Regions from separate parts of the Sus scrofa genome. Here region 1 is linked to region 2. A link is a contact called in public Hi-C data. All regions are on one chromosome and are shown on one strand. Each heading gives the region's core, a stretch centred on a gene start, on an enhancer-like site or on the middle of the called end of the contact. The rest is flanking DNA. Distances are from core to core; before and after follow the strand shown. Region 1 holds the start of UBTF (nucleolar transcription factor 1). Region 2 holds the start of SLC25A39 (solute carrier family 25 member 39).

Region 1 (3,574 bases), core at 629-3,128, 74 kb after region 2:
TGTTTCTAAGTTTCTCCCACTGTAATCGTCACAAGTGACATTGCGGAGTAGTTTAACAGCTTTACGTACATCATTTCACTAGACTCTCCAACCCCTGGCGAGGAGAGCAGAGAACATAAGATTGCTAGTTTAATCTTATAGTCAAGGAAACTGGGCTCAGATGAAGTTAGGAGATCCCATCAAACTCAAACCATTAAGAAGGCGAGGAAGCCGAGAGGCTCAGATGCTGGAACTTTTGACTCCAAACCCTTTGCTGTTTCCCAGTCAGAAGAAGAAAGTCAGTCCCTGCCAGTTCTAAGTACAGTATGAGTTGGCTTGATCATACACAAAATGCCCTCTGTAGGTGCCAAGGGCAGAGCTGGGCTTGTGGAGCTGAAACTTGCATAATTGTGGGGGTGGGGGGGTGCTGCCAGGCCTCTTTAACAAAAATACCAAATGATGGATCAAAATTAAGGGCCTAAGACAGCCCCTGTGATAAGGGGCCCTGAAGCTTAAACTTCATTAGCATCAAGGCAAATCGGCCCCTCCTACGTGCTCTACCCACTAGAAAATCCTGACACACCAGATCTTGACAGGATTTTCCTCCCTGTTTATGAAACGTGGCAGATGTGGGCTCTGGAAGCCCTGGAAAAGGAATCTCATTTCTCCCGGGAGACATGAGGAACCGCAGCAGCAGCAGCGAAGCCCGCCTGTGAAGATGGAGAAGGCTGTTTGCCAGGGGAGAGTCCAAAGGGGCCAGTGACCCAGCTGGCCGAGATGTGGCCGCAGCAGTGCTGGCGTGGTAGGCTGGCATCCCAGGAGCCGGGAGCAATGGCGCTGCCCCCGGAGCGATGGCCCAAACTGTAGGCTCGCCTGTCGGAAGCGGGCGTTCTTCAGACTGTCATCTGGCTTCCTGCGTCCAGATAAACCCTCCGCGGAGGAGGACAGGCAGAGGAAGACAACCACAGACGACGGCAGTTGGGAGGGTGGATGGTGGTCCCGCCCAGGCCTTTCGATCCCCGGCCCGCAGGGTGGTAGGAGAACAGAGGCCTACGAGGAGGCTGCCCCGCTGCGGCTTGCGCGGCGAGGCCCGGGTGCCAGGCTCCCCTCTTGGCTCCCCGCCGCCGCTGCCGGGGGTGGGGGTAGTGGAGGGTGGGGGGCAGCGCCCGCAGCCTGCTTTCCCAGGGCTGGCCGAGCCTTTTTGACAAGCCGATTGCGTGGCGGGGATTGGCTGGTCCGGGCGTGACGCCGGTTAACAACAAAGGTGGAGTTGGAAGAAATTAGATTAAAGGAAAGGGAAAAAAAAAAAAAAAAATTAAAGGGGGAGCTGGCAGGGGACAGGCGGCAGAGACCGAAGGGGAGATGCACGAAGCGAGGTCTCAAGCTCCAAGTTCACCCCGGATACCCCTTTGCCTAAACCCAACGGGGTTTTTGCTCTTTATCCAGACGCCGGCCCAGCCACTGAAGCCGGGGTGGGAGGGACGGTTGCTGCTTCTTGAGAAATACCCCCACCTCCCACCCTGACACCCCCTTGCTACGGCCCAGGGGGAGAACTTTTTGCTTGGACTTCCTCGGATCCTAAACCCGTAGGAGGTGAGGGGCACTGAGAACAACGAGGGGCTCGCTCCAAAACCCGGAAGGCCCTGGCGGAGCCCCGAGATCGGACTAGGCGGGGTGCTCCCCGGGTTTTTCAATGTGTTGCAAGCCTAAGAGCTATTTGCTTGCTTTTATCTTTTTCTTTCTTTTTTGTTTTTTTGTAACACTCCCCCTTGCTCCCCACCCCCCACCCACTCCGCTCTGGCTCTAGGGTTGCAAAAGCAAAGAGCAATAAAAAAAAAAAAAAAAAAAAAAAAAAAAAAAAAACCCGCGCACACACTCAGACACACACCAGTGGCGACAGGGGAGAGTTGGAAAGACGCAGGAGAGAAGCAGGAGGCAGGAGGCAGCAGGGAGGGAGCAATGGGAGCGGGAAGCCGGCAGGTTCCCTCGCAAATCCCCCTCCGGCCCCACGTCGCCTCGCCGGCCCCGGCAGGGGAGCGAGGATCCGGGCAAGCAGATGGAGGAGTGGAGCTCGCTCTAGGCAGCGGGCTTGGCCGGAGAATGGAGGAGCCGCCAAGCGATCGGCTGATTGGAAGAGAAACGCAGAGCGATGGAGGCGGGGGTAGGAGGACGATTTCTCTGCGGGGACTGGCGGCGGCGTATACGCCCGGGTCGGGCGCTGCAGAGCTTGGCTAGCTTTCAACCCGCGCTCGCCGGCTACAGCCCCGCGCGCCCCCACCCCTAGCCCTCCCGGCGGCTCCGCAGGTGAGTGCGAGCTGGGGGCAAAAAAAGACCCGAAAGTCTCAACAAGCCCGCCCTGCCAAAGGAAAAAAAAAAAAGAAAAGCATTTTTTCCTTTTCTTTTTTTTTTTATTTTCATGCAACCCCCAGAGCGGTGGGAGGGAAGGGGTGAGGCTGAGCCGCTCGGAGGAGGCGGAGGGGCCAGGCGAGGCCGGAGTGGCCCGGGAGGCGGCGGCGCCGAGGCGGCTCTGACGGGCGAGCGCTCGGAGCGGCGCTGCGCTGCGCCGAGGCGGGCGGGCGGGCGGGCGGAGCGGGGCGGGCGGAGCGCGGCGCGTGGGGCTCGCCATTAGCCGTCGCTCCGCTTCGCCATCTCGGGCTTTGTCTGGCGACTCGCTGCCCCGGCGTCGGCTGCGGCGGAGCTGCGGCTCGGCTCTTCGGCCCGCAGCACCCCTAAGGCGCCCCTGGCCCGCACTCCCATTCACACGCTCGGTAAGTGAGCCCCAGCGCCGCGGATTTCGGGGGAGAGGGGTTGCTGCGAGCGGCGGCAGCGACGATCTCCATGCGCCCGGGCAGGCCTGGGGAGCCATGCCGGGCTGGATTGAACCAGCTCCCAGAAAGGCTCCTCCGCCGGAGCCCGTTGCCCCCTCGCCGTTTGCGGAGTGTAAGCACAGGATTTTTTTTTTTTAATTTGCAAGGAGGATATTTTGTAGGAATAATTTTTTAAAAGTTCGTGTGTGTGCTGCTTGGCAGCGAGGCGACCGCGAGGCAGGCTCCGAAGCCTGGCGCCGCGATCGGCGGGCGTGCGCCCCAAGCCGGTGGCTACGCTCCGGGGATAAGGGTGGGCGCGGACCGCCCGCTCCGGGAGGCAGGCGAGGGGAGCGGGTGAGGGCCGGCGTGGAAACCTGAATCTGAGCTGGGAAGACTTAAGAGAGAGCTCCGGAGCAAGGCTGCAGGCACCCCCCGAGCCTCCCTGGCCGCCGGGGGGCCCTCCGGGCACCCTCTCTGCGGCCGCGCCTCGAGCCCTCCCTCCCGCGCCGGCCGAGCCTGCCAGTTCCCCCGCGGGTCTGGCGAGGTCGCTCTCGGCGCCCGCCCGCCCGCCTGCCTCGGCTCCGAGCCCCGCCGCCATCCGGGCGGCTGCGTGTCTCCCTGCCCCGGCCCCCCCCCTCTCCGGCGGCAGCAGCCGCCGCCGCCGCCGCCACCACCACCACTACCACTACCACCACCACCACCCCCTCCCCTCCTTCCTTCCCTCCGCCTCGGCCGCCCGGGTCCCCCAGCTCCCGCCCCTCCTCCCAGCTGCCCCCCGCGGAGCCCGC
Region 2 (3,894 bases), core at 616-3,115:
AGCTTTTCGCAGATAGCACTTGAGCTAAGAGTCTGTAAATGAGCAGGATGGTGACATCATTCTTATTTTCAGTTGAAGAAACTGAGGTATAGTGACAAATCTCAAAGGCATCCTATGGCAAGAAGAAAACCAGAAATGGAGCGCGAGTCCCTCATTTACTGTGAGGAAGACAGGCTCCGAGGTCTCCGAGGGGGATTCCTGGCTGGGCTACTTTGCAGCTCATCTTGGCTCTGGGGAGGAAAAGGGTGTAAGGAGTTATCACTACCACTGCCTGTATTTAGAGGCAGAGGTAAGATCAGAATCCTGGTTGCTCTAAAGACCCTTTCCAGAACGTTCTGTGCCATGGGGTGGGGTGATGGGGGGATTAATAATAATAATAATAATGACAGTCGTAGTCATTGAGGGCTTCCCATGTGCCAGACAGGGGTCTAAGCACTTTACTGCTATTAAATCATTAAATCCTCACAAAATTTCTGTGAAACGGAAGTATTTTTATCCCCATCAGCTCATTTTGGGCTTCCTAGAGGTGGAGATCCCGAACGTCCTTTCGCAGGGAAAGCACATGGTTGGCCCCTTGGAATCCACGTGCTAAACCGGCGTGCACCGGCCGGCTGGGTGACTCCAGGCCCAGATGGGACCGTTCCCGGCGGTGCAAGGCGGGGGAGCCGGTGACGTCAAAAGCACGGCCTATCCTTCTTAAAGGCGCAGGTTCACACTCCGAGTTAGTTTTTCTGTTGGGACAAATAACCGCTGACCACAGGAAAGTTGTAGAGGCGAGACAGCTGGTGGTCTCGGGTAAGGTCGGGAAAGAAATGCGTCTCCCTGAGAAGCGGGATCAGAGATGGCATCGCAGGATTTATGTCCACCTGTCACCTGGGGAGGCAACCTGGTGCAGGGAAAAAGGTACTTACCCGGTTCTAATACCGGATTCTTCGAGCCTCATTCCGTCTTCTGTAAAATGGGGTTAATAATAACCCATTTCTAGATATTCGGAGATTTAGAAGAAATCGGTTTTGTGAGAGTAAGCAACAAAGAAATGTGGGTCCCCTACCCCTACTCAATCTTCACCCTTTGCGAAGGAGGAATCCGAGGCACAGAGCGGTGCTGTGACCTGCCCAGGGTCACATGGCGATGGGACGAAGCCCAGATTGAATCCGGTTTAACCCAGGTTTCCCGGCTCCCGGGCCAGCCTTCTATCGCTGTCCAGCCTACCAGGCCCAGGTTACTTACTGCTTCTCTAAATCTATTGCTCGCGCTCGCGTGTTACCCGGCAGTTTGTCAAGAGGTCTTGGAATTTCAGTCTCAATGGATTGCCTGTTAAGTGCGGACGGCCCCATTTGATACAGTCGCCGTTGAGTTGTAAAAACTTAGCAGAGTCCGGTAGTTAAATGCTTTGCCATCGCCGATTCAAAAGCCCGCCTCCATGCAGATGAGGAAAATGGGGGGATGCGGAGAGTGCGTTGCTCACGCTCGTTTGCAAAGTTTGAGGGATCAGCAAGCTGCCCGGGTGCTGGTGAGGTGTGTTGGTGACAATACGAAGTCAAGCGTATCACTGCCGCCAGGTCACACGCGGCGCCGAGACCCCCAACCTTGGCGCGTGGGCCCGGCAGGGCACTGGGGAGGCACAGGTGGCGCGGGTCCGAGACAGCGCTGGTCCTGGACGAAGCTGGTACGAGTAGCAGCGCCGGCGTCACTCCGGGCGTGCGGCCGGTCGGCCCACGGGGGCGGGGCCTCCCGGCGCGTTCCGGGGGCGGGGCGAGCTCCGCCGCTTTCCGAGTCGGCCTTGCTGCCCGGTGAGGGCTCGCGGAGCCCGCACCGGCCGCGGAGCCGCTATGGGCCCGCCCGGCCCCGGGCGCCGCGGCGCGCGAGCACCGGCCAAGAGCCAGGTGAGTGGGCAGGACCAGGGTTGAGGGTTCGGCTGGAGACGGAGGCGGGAGTCGGATCTAAGGGGGTCCCGGGGAGGCTGAGCCCGGGGGTGATGGGCTGAAGGCCGGGAGTCGCGGGCCGACCTCGTCGGCCCCACCGGGCGCTCTCTGAGCGGCTCCGGGGTAGAGAGTGTCGCCGAGGGACGAGGAGCTATCTTTCGTCGATCCCCACTTCTCGCACTCTCGGCCGACCGATTTGGGGGAGGGAGAGCAGAGAGACTGTTCTTCCCACCCAGGCCCGGGGCCTGGCGCTTCTGGCCTTGGGAAGATGGGTGCGGGAGAGGACCAGGCACCCATGCCTGCAGTCCCCAGAAAACAGATGGGGGACTGAGTCCCCTTGGCCGCTCTCAGATGTGTTTCTTCCCCTCACTCGTCTGCCCCACCTCTCCATGCCCTGTGACTTGGGGCTCAGGAGTGGGGGGCCTAGAGGGGCGGCTCAGGCGTTTTGATCTTTAGGCCCCAGACCCCCCCCCCCGCACCTACGCTGAAGAGATGCCCCGTAAATCTGTGTGGGGAGGGTAAGGGCATGGCGGTGGGTCATTACTGCCCGTTAAACCATGGGCGACTCTTCCAGTTTCCTTCCCGACTACAGACCAGACCCCCAGAGGGACCTTGGGTAGATCACTTCACCTCTCTGAGCCTCAGGTTCCCCGATGGCAAAGTGGAGTTGGCAGTAATTGCTTTAATGGGTTGTTGCGAGAAACTCACTCTCAGTGGATGGATGGGGTGAGGGTCCGGGTAGTGTCCCCAAGTGCCCCTGCCTTGTTTTCTTTCCCCTCCCCCCGAGTCTGGTTTTGTGGGTAGATGCTCCGTTTGAGTGACCTTTGCTTTCCAGAACTGAAGCTGCGAGATGGCCGAGCAGGACCCCGGGGGCATCAGCCCCCTCCAGCAAATGGTGGCATCAGGCGCTGGGGCTGTGGTCACCTCTCTCTTCAGTAAGAATTGGGGAGGGTCGCGGAGGGGCGGGCAGCTGGGAATTGGAGGGGTCAGGGTGGGTCCTGCAAGGAGTCCTCAGACCTGCCCTCCTCCCCCAGTGACCCCCCTGGATGTGGTGAAGGTCCGCCTGCAGTCTCAGCGCCCCTCGGTGGCCAGTGGTGAGTGCCCAACCCCAGAGCCCGTAGGGTAGGGGCTGGTGCCAAGGATTTCCCAGAGGTGGGGGCTTCCGAGTAGGTAGGGGACACTCCCAACTTGGGTACTGCCTTGTATTTTAGAGCTGATGCCTCCATCCAGACTCTGGAGCCTCTCCTACGCCAAATGTGAGTGCCCTAAGCCACAGGGTACCTGTAAGGGTCCAGGGGAGGGAGTGTACCAGTCTGCCCAGGGCTCACAGGGGCCCCACAGCTATGGACTAGCACTGGCTTCTAGATCCCATCAGCCACCCCTCTCTCTCTGACACAAGAATGTCCACCCATGGACCCCAGGCTCTGCCGGCCCTCCAGGGATGGGGATGGGAGCGCACTGCCTCCTGCAGGGTTCCAGGCCTGTCATCCTGATGCCCCCACTCCTTCCCCAGTGCCCTCCTCTCTCCAATCCACAGGGAAGTGCTTCCTGTACTGCAATGGTGTCCTAGAGCCCCTGTACCTGTGCCCGAATGGTACTCGCTGTGCCACCTGGTTTCAGGACCCCACTCGCTTCACTGGCACCGTGGTGAGGAGCAGCTGCACCCTGAGCTGGGCCTGTAGGCCTTGCTGAGGGGTACAGATTGGTTGGGCAGCAGACTAGGAAAGAATGAGTAGTGGGAAGCATGTAGGGCTGGCCAGTTCGGTTTGGGAAGGGCTTCCCTGAGGAGGTGGTGCCTTCAGGAGGTTTTGAAGGGTGAATAGGAGTCCACTTAGAGCCAATTAGGGAATTATGTGTGTGGAGGCCTGAGCAGAGGCATCAGGCCAGGGCCCAGCCTGGGCCATGTCCATCACAGGCCTTGTTCACACTCATCCTCCCTCCCCCTGGGCTGGTGCCTGCTTGGCCAGGA

What was found. Hi-C and Micro-C count contacts between places; a contact is called where the count stands out from the background.
Region 1: a Hi-C map of skeletal muscle shows a contact between it and region 2, with 4 times the contacts expected there. The contact joins the promoter of UBTF here to the promoter of SLC25A39 in region 2. A contact is called at or near these places in 3 of 5 promoter capture datasets (fetal liver and liver), 22 of 47 Hi-C or Micro-C datasets (adipose tissue, alveolar macrophages, blood and 13 more) and 2 of 2 datasets of contacts at active chromatin or transcription factors (alveolar macrophages and skeletal muscle).

What each region holds. Positions count from the first base shown.
Region 1 is chr12:18,987,971-18,991,544 of Sscrofa11.1, forward strand. UBTF (nucleolar transcription factor 1) reads left to right here and starts at 1,879. Exons shown (of 20, transcript XM_021066877.1): 1 at 1,879-2,283.
Region 2 is chr12:18,913,676-18,917,569 of Sscrofa11.1, forward strand. SLC25A39 (solute carrier family 25 member 39) reads left to right here and starts at 1,866. Exons shown (of 12, transcript NM_001244966.1): 1 at 1,866-1,886; 2 at 2,761-2,860; 3 at 2,960-3,019; 4 at 3,137-3,181; 5 at 3,439-3,572; 6 at 3,893-3,894. The coding sequence starts at 2,776.